Regions from separate parts of the Mus musculus genome. Here region 2 is linked to region 1. The links are chromatin contacts, called in public Hi-C maps. All regions are on one chromosome and are shown on one strand. Each heading gives the region's core, a stretch centred on a gene start, on an enhancer-like site or on the middle of the called end of the contact. The rest is flanking DNA. Distances are from core to core; before and after follow the strand shown. Region 1 overlaps Rheb (Ras homolog enriched in brain). Region 2 overlaps Prkag2 (protein kinase, AMP-activated, gamma 2 non-catalytic subunit).

What was found. Hi-C and Micro-C count contacts between places; a contact is called where the count stands out from the background.
Region 2: a contact with region 1 is called in a Hi-C map of trophoblast stem cells, with 2.3 times the contacts expected there. The contact joins two enhancer-like sites. A contact is called at or near these places in 3 of 39 promoter capture datasets (3T3-L1-derived adipocytes, the C10 cell line and frontonasal cranial neural crest), 8 of 484 Hi-C or Micro-C datasets (CD4 T cells, cerebellum, cranial neural crest and 5 more), 9 of 115 datasets of contacts at active chromatin or transcription factors (T-cell acute lymphoblastic leukemia, acute myeloid leukemia, cardiomyocytes and 4 more) and 4 of 9 other capture datasets (adipose tissue, embryonic stem cells, liver and 1 more).

Annotation. Positions count from the first base shown.
Region 1 is chr5:24,819,858-24,823,560 of GRCm38.p6, forward strand. All of the region lies in intron 1 of Rheb (Ras homolog enriched in brain), which reads right to left. Among named protein-coding and RNA genes, the nearest start is that of Rheb, 21 kb to the right of the region's middle. Within about 2 kb of position 1,739, at least 114 of the 459 cell types and tissues checked have an H3K27ac peak or open chromatin away from gene starts, as enhancers often do. A contact at or near this core is called in 3T3-L1-derived adipocytes, adipose tissue, muscle stem cells and 2 more, where this site is marked.
Region 2 is chr5:25,009,024-25,012,877 of GRCm38.p6, forward strand. All of the region lies in intron 3 of Prkag2 (protein kinase, AMP-activated, gamma 2 non-catalytic subunit), which reads right to left. Among named protein-coding and RNA genes, the nearest start is that of 1500035N22Rik, 25 kb to the left of the region's middle. Within about 2 kb of position 1,533, at least 106 of the 459 cell types and tissues checked have an H3K27ac peak or open chromatin away from gene starts, as enhancers often do. A contact at or near this core is called in 3T3-L1-derived adipocytes, adipose tissue, muscle stem cells and 2 more, where this site is marked.

The DNA of each region.
Region 1 (3,703 bases), core at 489-2,988:
TCTCTCCCTCCCTCCCTCCCTCCCTTTCCCGAGTCCCATTCCAGGGAGTGGCACTATTAGGAGGCCTTGCTGGAGAAAGTGTCACTGTGGACGTGAGCTTTAAGACCCTTGTCCAAGCGGCCTTCTTCTGGTTCCCTTTGGAACAAGATGCAGAACTCTTAGCGGTCTCCAGCGCCAAGCCTGCCTGGATGCTGCTATGCTTCTCGCCTTGATGATAATGTGATGATAATGGACTCAACCTCTCGGACCTGTAAGCCAGCCCCATTTAAATGGTGTCCTTAAAAGCTGCCTTGGTCATGGTGTCTGTTCACAGCATCCATCCATCCATCCATCCATCCATCCATCCATCCATCCATCCATCCATCTATCCATCCATCCATCCATCGCGTTTTTGGAGACAGCTTCTGTGTAGCAACCCTGGCTGCCCTGGAACTCACTTTGTAGATCAGACTGGCTTAGAATTCATAGATCTACCTGCCTCTGCCTCCTGAGTGCTGGGATTAAAGGTGTGCACCATTACCACCGGCTTCATGTCTATTTTAAAAATCTACATTCTGCATAAAAGAGAAAGTAAAATTTTCAAACGATTTAACTTTTTCATTATTTTAGTTAATTAATTAAGTTGGGGGCAGGCCTTGACTGGCCTGATGGAACTCACATTATGGACTAGGACAGCCTAGACTGCAGAGTTTTTGGGATGCTTGGATAAAGGTGTGCACCACTACTCAGGCCAAGAAAGTTAAAAAAAAATTCATTCTTGTTTTTGTGTCAGTGTTTCTCTGTATAGCTCTGGTTGTCCTGGAACTGAAAATAAATTCTTGAGAGCTTGTTCGGAAGTTCTAACAGGGGAGTGCAGCTATTCTATATCCTTGACAGAAGGAGGAGGGACGAACACTGGAGTAGTGAGGGAGGAGGGGACATCTGCCTAGTCAGCCAGATCAGCTCAATCAATGGAGTGACTCCAGATGGCCCTCACATACACAAGTAAATTCTTAAGGGAGCTCTGAGTCAAGGTGATTCCCCATGCTGTCCTTGATGCCTGCCGCCCGCCTTAGCACATTATCTTCACGTGTGCTTTCACAGACAGCTAGCTGTCAGGGTTACTAGATTCTCAGCTTTTAAAGAGTACTCTGGAAAGAAGAAATAACCCTGTCACACAAGCATTTTATTTAAAAACTCCTTAATACAGAATCCATAGGATCAGAATTTCACAAAACAGAGCTTGAACCAGAACCCTACGTTCTTACTACCCTATCTGCTTCCTTAAAGTCTCTCAGAACATGTTAGAACAGGGTTCCTAACTTGTGAAGATAAAAAAGAAAAGACCCTCGATTATTGTTGTCAGGAAATAATAAATATCTTGTTCATATCACTGCCAAACTCCTCTCTTTCATGTCCTCAGATATTACTACATGTGTTTTACAGGCCTGTTGGGCTCAACTCCTGCTTTGAATGGTATTTCTACTCCAACTCTATACTGCAGGCAGGGTGTAGCTCGTGCTCCCTGAATCAAATTCTGAGTTGCACAGCTCACAGGCTGAGGAATGTCTTCACACCAAAGAGCCACTGACTTGAAATTAATTCATAAAAAGCAGCACCCACCCACTGAAGACAGCCAGCCTCCCAGTGGGCACTCACTTACTCCTCACCAGCAGCTCAGTCCTTACTACTGTCAGCATGGACTCCCAACTCCACCATGGCCCACAGAACCAGACATGCCAACCGTTCCACTTGTCTGGGCCTTCTCAGGTCCAGTCACCAACATCCTGCCTCTGCAAGCCTCCCGCTGCTGTGACCTCTACCCTAGCCATTACTACCACTCCCAGATTTCTGAGTGTATGACTCACTCCTGTTATTCTGTCCAGTACAAATGTCAGTTCTGCAGGGAACCTATCCCCAAACCACCCTACCTAAGGGAGTACCTGTTCCCCAACAACAGTCTCCCTACAGCCATCTGTCATCTCGACTCCCCATTTGACACAATCACTCTCTTAGTTCTCTGAGATCAGCCTGACACACCACAGACATTCATTTCTAAGTGATAAAAAACAAAAAACAAAAAAAAAAAAACAAAAAAACCAACAAAAAACTCAGTTCTCATCTCTTCTATTCAGACAGTTTAACAAAAGAACAATTTCATTAGCACTTATTAGCACCAACCATGGGTCTGCCCATGATACAATAGTTCAGGAACTACACAAAATTAAGAGGACTGTGTTCAAATGAATCCAGGTTAGACATGTTATCAATAAAGAAGAATTTAACACAAAGTTTAGGTACTATTTCCAGGAACAGAGACAGCAAAGGAAAAAAAAAAATCCCTCTTAAGCTGGGCGTAATCCCAGCACTTGGGAGGCAGAGGGAGGTGGATTTCTGAGTTTGAGGCCAGCCTGGTCTACAGAGTGAGTTCCAGGACAGCCAGGGCTGCACAGAGAAACCCTGTCTCAAAAAACCAAAAAAAAAAAAAAAAAAAAAACAACCAACCAACCAAACAAAAACCCTCTTATGTTAGTAAAACTGAGAAGTTGGGAAATCTGGAACTGGATTTATAGATGGTGAGTGAGCTGAGCTGCCACGTGGGTCCTGGCAACCAAACTCTCTTCCTCTGGAAGAACAACTGGTGCTCTTAACAACTGAACCGTTACTCCAGCCTTCCTCCCAAAAGAAAATTCATTCATTCATTTATTCATTCATTCATTCATTTATTTATTTTTATTTTTTGTTTTTCGAGACAGGGTTTCTCTGTATAGCCTTGGCTGTCCTGGAACTCATTTTGTAGACCAGGCTGGCCTTGAACTCAGAAATCCGCCTGCCTCTGCTTCCCAAGTGCTGGGATTAAAGGCATGCACCACCACCGCGTGGCTACCAAAAGAAAATTCTTATTTATGTGTGTGTATATACATATGTGTATGTATGTATATATATATTACAACTACTTGGAGTCAGAGAAGTTAGTTTAATAAGAAAGAATGAAGAGAAAAAAGTTCTTTGTAAAAACATTTTAATTACATTTATTTATTCACACACATGTATTCAAGTAGAGGCAGGCACATGCCATAGTGCTTGCATGGAGGTCAGAGGACAACCTGGGGCAGCTGGTTCTCTCCTTCCACCATATGGGTCCCAGGAAAGGAACTCTGATTCTCAGGCTTGGAGGAAAAGTGCCTCTACCTGCTGAGCCATCCCTTCTGCTCGAGATATTTCTGACGAAGCCTTTGAAGGGTATTTTAAATATCCTAGGAGATGGAGGAAGGATCAGTTTACGTGCTTCCTAACAAATGGGCAGAAGGGAGGGGATTTTTTTTTCCTCTCTAAAGTTAAATGATCAAGACTAAAAATGAAAGAAGAATTACAAAGTTTTGTTGCAATTTTCAGTGTAGGCCTAGATTAAAATAGTGAAAGAAAGCCAGTTGTGGTTATGCACATTTGTAGTCAGCATTCTAAGGGCTGAGGGAAGAGGGGGAAAAGGGGAAAAGAGGAAAAAAACCCCATATATGTATGCATGCACGCACACATATATTTAAAGTTAAATATCTCTTAAATTTATTCTTTGAGATTTCATATATGCATACAGTAGATAGATTTCATCACACCATCTCCTCTCACCATCAAACTCCTGGGTTCCCCTCACTTTCCTCCTGACACCTAGTCCTTTTTAAAAAAATCCAGAGTCCAACTAGTGCTGCCCATATATGCATGGGTA
Region 2 (3,854 bases), core at 283-2,782, 190 kb after region 1:
CCGCAGTGGTGTGAAAGGGGCTGAAGTCTTAAGTTAAATAAACTTCTCTGCAAGCTCATTTGAATTTCAAAGGCTGTGAAGGCACACACTCTGATAAAGAGCCACACTCAGAGCAAGCGGGTGGGGGTGGGGGGGATGTCCAGTCCCTCTACTTAGTCTTCCTGGAAGATCTGGAGCACTGTAACCACACACAGCAATGACATTCCTTTGGTGGTCTGTACATCTGACTTCGGTCAAGACTGAGCAAGGAAAGATACTTCTCCATCTCTGGCCAGAGTGCATCTTGCCAGTCCCACTCTCCACACCCTAGCCAGACTCAACTGGCAGGCCTTTCAAACTCATCTCTACGTCTCTGACCATCTGGGGTTGTATTTTCCAGACTGCAATCACTCTCTCCACCCAGATCATAAAAATCAGCGGTCTTATCTGATAAAGCATGCTAAAATCAGAGACAACGAAGAGATTCCAGAGGAAATCCCGTGTCATGAGAAGGGGGTTCTATGCTGGATGACAACATCGTGTGTGTGTGTGTGTGTGTGTGTGTGTGTGTGTGTGTGTTCACAAGGCAGAGGGGGGCAGGGGCAGGGATGGGGAAGGGAATGTGTGTACAGGGGTGTAACTGTGGTATCTGGAGGCCATCATCTCAGCCGTCCTTCAGGCTCCATCCACCTTGCTTTTTGAGACAGTCTCTCACTAAATTAGTTGAGGTTGGCTGGCCAGCAAGTCCTAGAGGTCCTCTGGTCTCCTCCCAGCCTCCTCTCCTCCCAGGCTGCTACCACACTCACCTAGATTTTTTTTACCTTGGTTCTGGGACTTGAACTCAGACTCCCAGCACACAGAACTGAATCACCCCCCAAGCTCTCCAATGTATCTCTTACTGCAAACAGCAGTTAAGAATTCAAACGAGCAGCAGGGAAGCCGCTGGCTTCATTTGCATGACTTGTTCGCAGGTTTTCAAGTATCCCACAGATGCAAATAGCCCAGGGGCCAGGGTGTGTTCTCCATCTTTTGATTTCCACCTGTCTTGCTGAGGGCTGTGTTAATCTGAGGGCTGGAACAGCCTTTGTGTAATCAGAAGAGGTGGAACCCAGGACAGAGATTTTTTTATTCCTTTTTTTTTTCCTAGTGGGACAAAGATAAGGCCCCAAAGCAGTTCCATCAGCAACGTCAGTGTGCTATTAAGACAAGATTCTGTGTATTGCTCAGTGGGGCTGGAGGAGCTGACCCAATGTTTCCATCTCAGGTCCCAGTGCCACTGCCACACCATGCATCATCAGCTGCTACTTGTTTTCATGCTAGCTGTAAAGTCTATCTTAGTCTAAACCTCAGTCAGGACGATTCTGATCTGCAGGAGAAGGGAAAGGAACAAGAGGAGCTGAGTTCTTGGTCTCAGCCCAACAGAGCGCAGAAGGCAACAGGCCTCCAGGTTACAGTGCCTTCCACTGTCAGCCCTGAGGCTAGAGCTCTGCTGTGGGTGGCCCTCCATGCACTAACTGGGACTGGCCGGATGGTGGCGGTAGAGTGGGTGAGACGGGAAGAGCTGAGAGAAGAGTCAAGCCCAGCGCGTGGTTTCCAAAGAGAGGAGCGAGAGAAGCCAGTCAGGAGGCAACAGACTGCAGAGGGATTTGTGGTAAGAGTTCAGCTCACACACAGGAGGACGGCTTAAGCCAAGCATAGTTAAGCAAGAGTTTCTAGAGGAAAACAAGCCTGAAGTGACGTCCCCAGGGAGGCTGGAGCCCATTGGCTTGATGTCAGGTCTGTTTCAGTGGCTCTCGGATGGCCCTCAGTCCCAGCTGTAGTCTGAGCAGCAGCCACACAAGCTTATGCAAAGGGCACACCCTTCCTCTGGCTTTCCCAACCATTCATTTAAAGAGCCCTGGGCTCCACCATTGAGGCCCCACCTTCCTGACCTCACCTGTAGCTAGCTGGCTAGCTCTTTTCCTCAGGACTGGAAAAAAATGCCCTGCATTCTCCTGCCTGGCACGCCATCTTTGGGCTGTCCAGCAGAGCCCTCTCTGACTCCTTCCCATCAGAGAGGCTGCCCCTGACTCCCCTACACCTAGCACCCCGTCACCCTTCTGATTTTCTTCCCAGCACTTGACACAGCATGGTGATGCCTTGGCCACGTATGTCCCGCTTGCCTCCAGGATGGCAGGGATCAGCTTGTTTGCTGTGGCCTGCCCAGTGCCAGAGGTGTGAACCTTCCTTTTGGCCTCCTGATTCTGCTAGGACGAGACACGTGCAGGGACGGTTCCTGCTTTTTTCTCACAGCAGCGCCTGCTCAAGGTTCAGCATGTGAGGCTATAGCACCCCCTAGTGGCCACAGTACCAAAAAGCCAGGAAAAATGTAAGCAACTGATGGGACAGGCCCAGGACAACGGGACCCCAGCTATGCTCTCTCATTTTACACACCCCCACACTGTGTGAGTGAAATTAGATGTAAGAAAAGATCCAGAAAACAAAGGTGGAAAGGAGGCCAGTAGTAAAGGCATCGCTCCTTGAATGTGGTGAAGACTTAGATGGTGCAGTGGCTGCCCCAAGTGGTTAAATGTAGCACAAGACATCTCAGCTCATCTCAGATGACAGGATGAACTTTTTAGGGCTAAGTAGACAACCAACTTGACGAAGTGCTTGCTGTGCATGCATGAGAACTCGAGCTTGATACCCACATGTAGGGTGCACTGCAATCTCAGAGCTCAGAGGGGGGAGATGGGGAACCCCTGGGACTCAATGGCCAACCAGAAACACCACGTGGGAGCTCCAGGCCAATGAAAAGAACCCATCTCAGAAGATGAGGTGGACAATAACTGAAGAATGATATCTAAAGTTTACCTCTGGCCTCCATATGTGTGTATACACACAGACACAGGCATGTACGCACACATGTACACATGCACACACATGTGTCACAGATACATACACGTCACAATAACACATCATACACAAGTCATTCTCACATACATGTACACACATAAGTCAAAGATACATACATGTCACATAAACATGTCACATACAAATCACTTTCACACTCAGATACACATGTAATACACTCAACACATACATCACACATGTCACATAGACACACATACATGCATATGCACACAGACATGTCACACATACACACACACACTCAAAGATGAACTTTTTAAGAGATAAACTAAGGTGGGAGGGGAGGCTCAGAGAACCCAGAAGTGTGTAAGAGGAGACTTGGGCCTAATGTCTTCCCCTCTACAAGTCTAGCTGATGAGTTTGCCTGGCTAGTCCCTTCACCAAAGGACTTTGCCCAGCCAGCTGATATACTTACCAAGGCCTCCTGATCTCTGCCTGGATACTTGTCTGGCTCCACCCAGTGTCTTGTGTGAGAGAGCAGAGCACGGCCTCCATATCAGTGACCATTTTCGCACTGCTGTGTTTCGTTTCTAATGAGGAAAGGACAGCTTGTGTTCCCATGCTCCTCTCTGCCCCTCTAACCCCGGCTTTGGAAGGTCATCATGTGGGAGAACAGTATACCTTGTCCACAGCTCACCTGGGGCAAGATAGGAGAATGCATGCTGACGCTGATGGTGTGTCTACAGAAACACATGGCTTCAATGCAGTAAGGACACTTTTTATAAAAGTACTGAAGTCAGCAGACAGACTGAATGAAGCCACTCAGAATCATTTTGCTTACTGTCTGCTCAGCTACTTTGTATGTCAGTCTTTGTCCCTTGTTCTGGAAACCATGTCCGTTCAGCGGATGCCCTCATAGGCTTTGTCGAGAAAGCATCTACTCCGCAAATATCCAGGAAACGTCTGACCTCACTGTGAAGCAGATTCTGGCCCATGAAAGATGGACTTGGTCAAGTCGGCTCTAC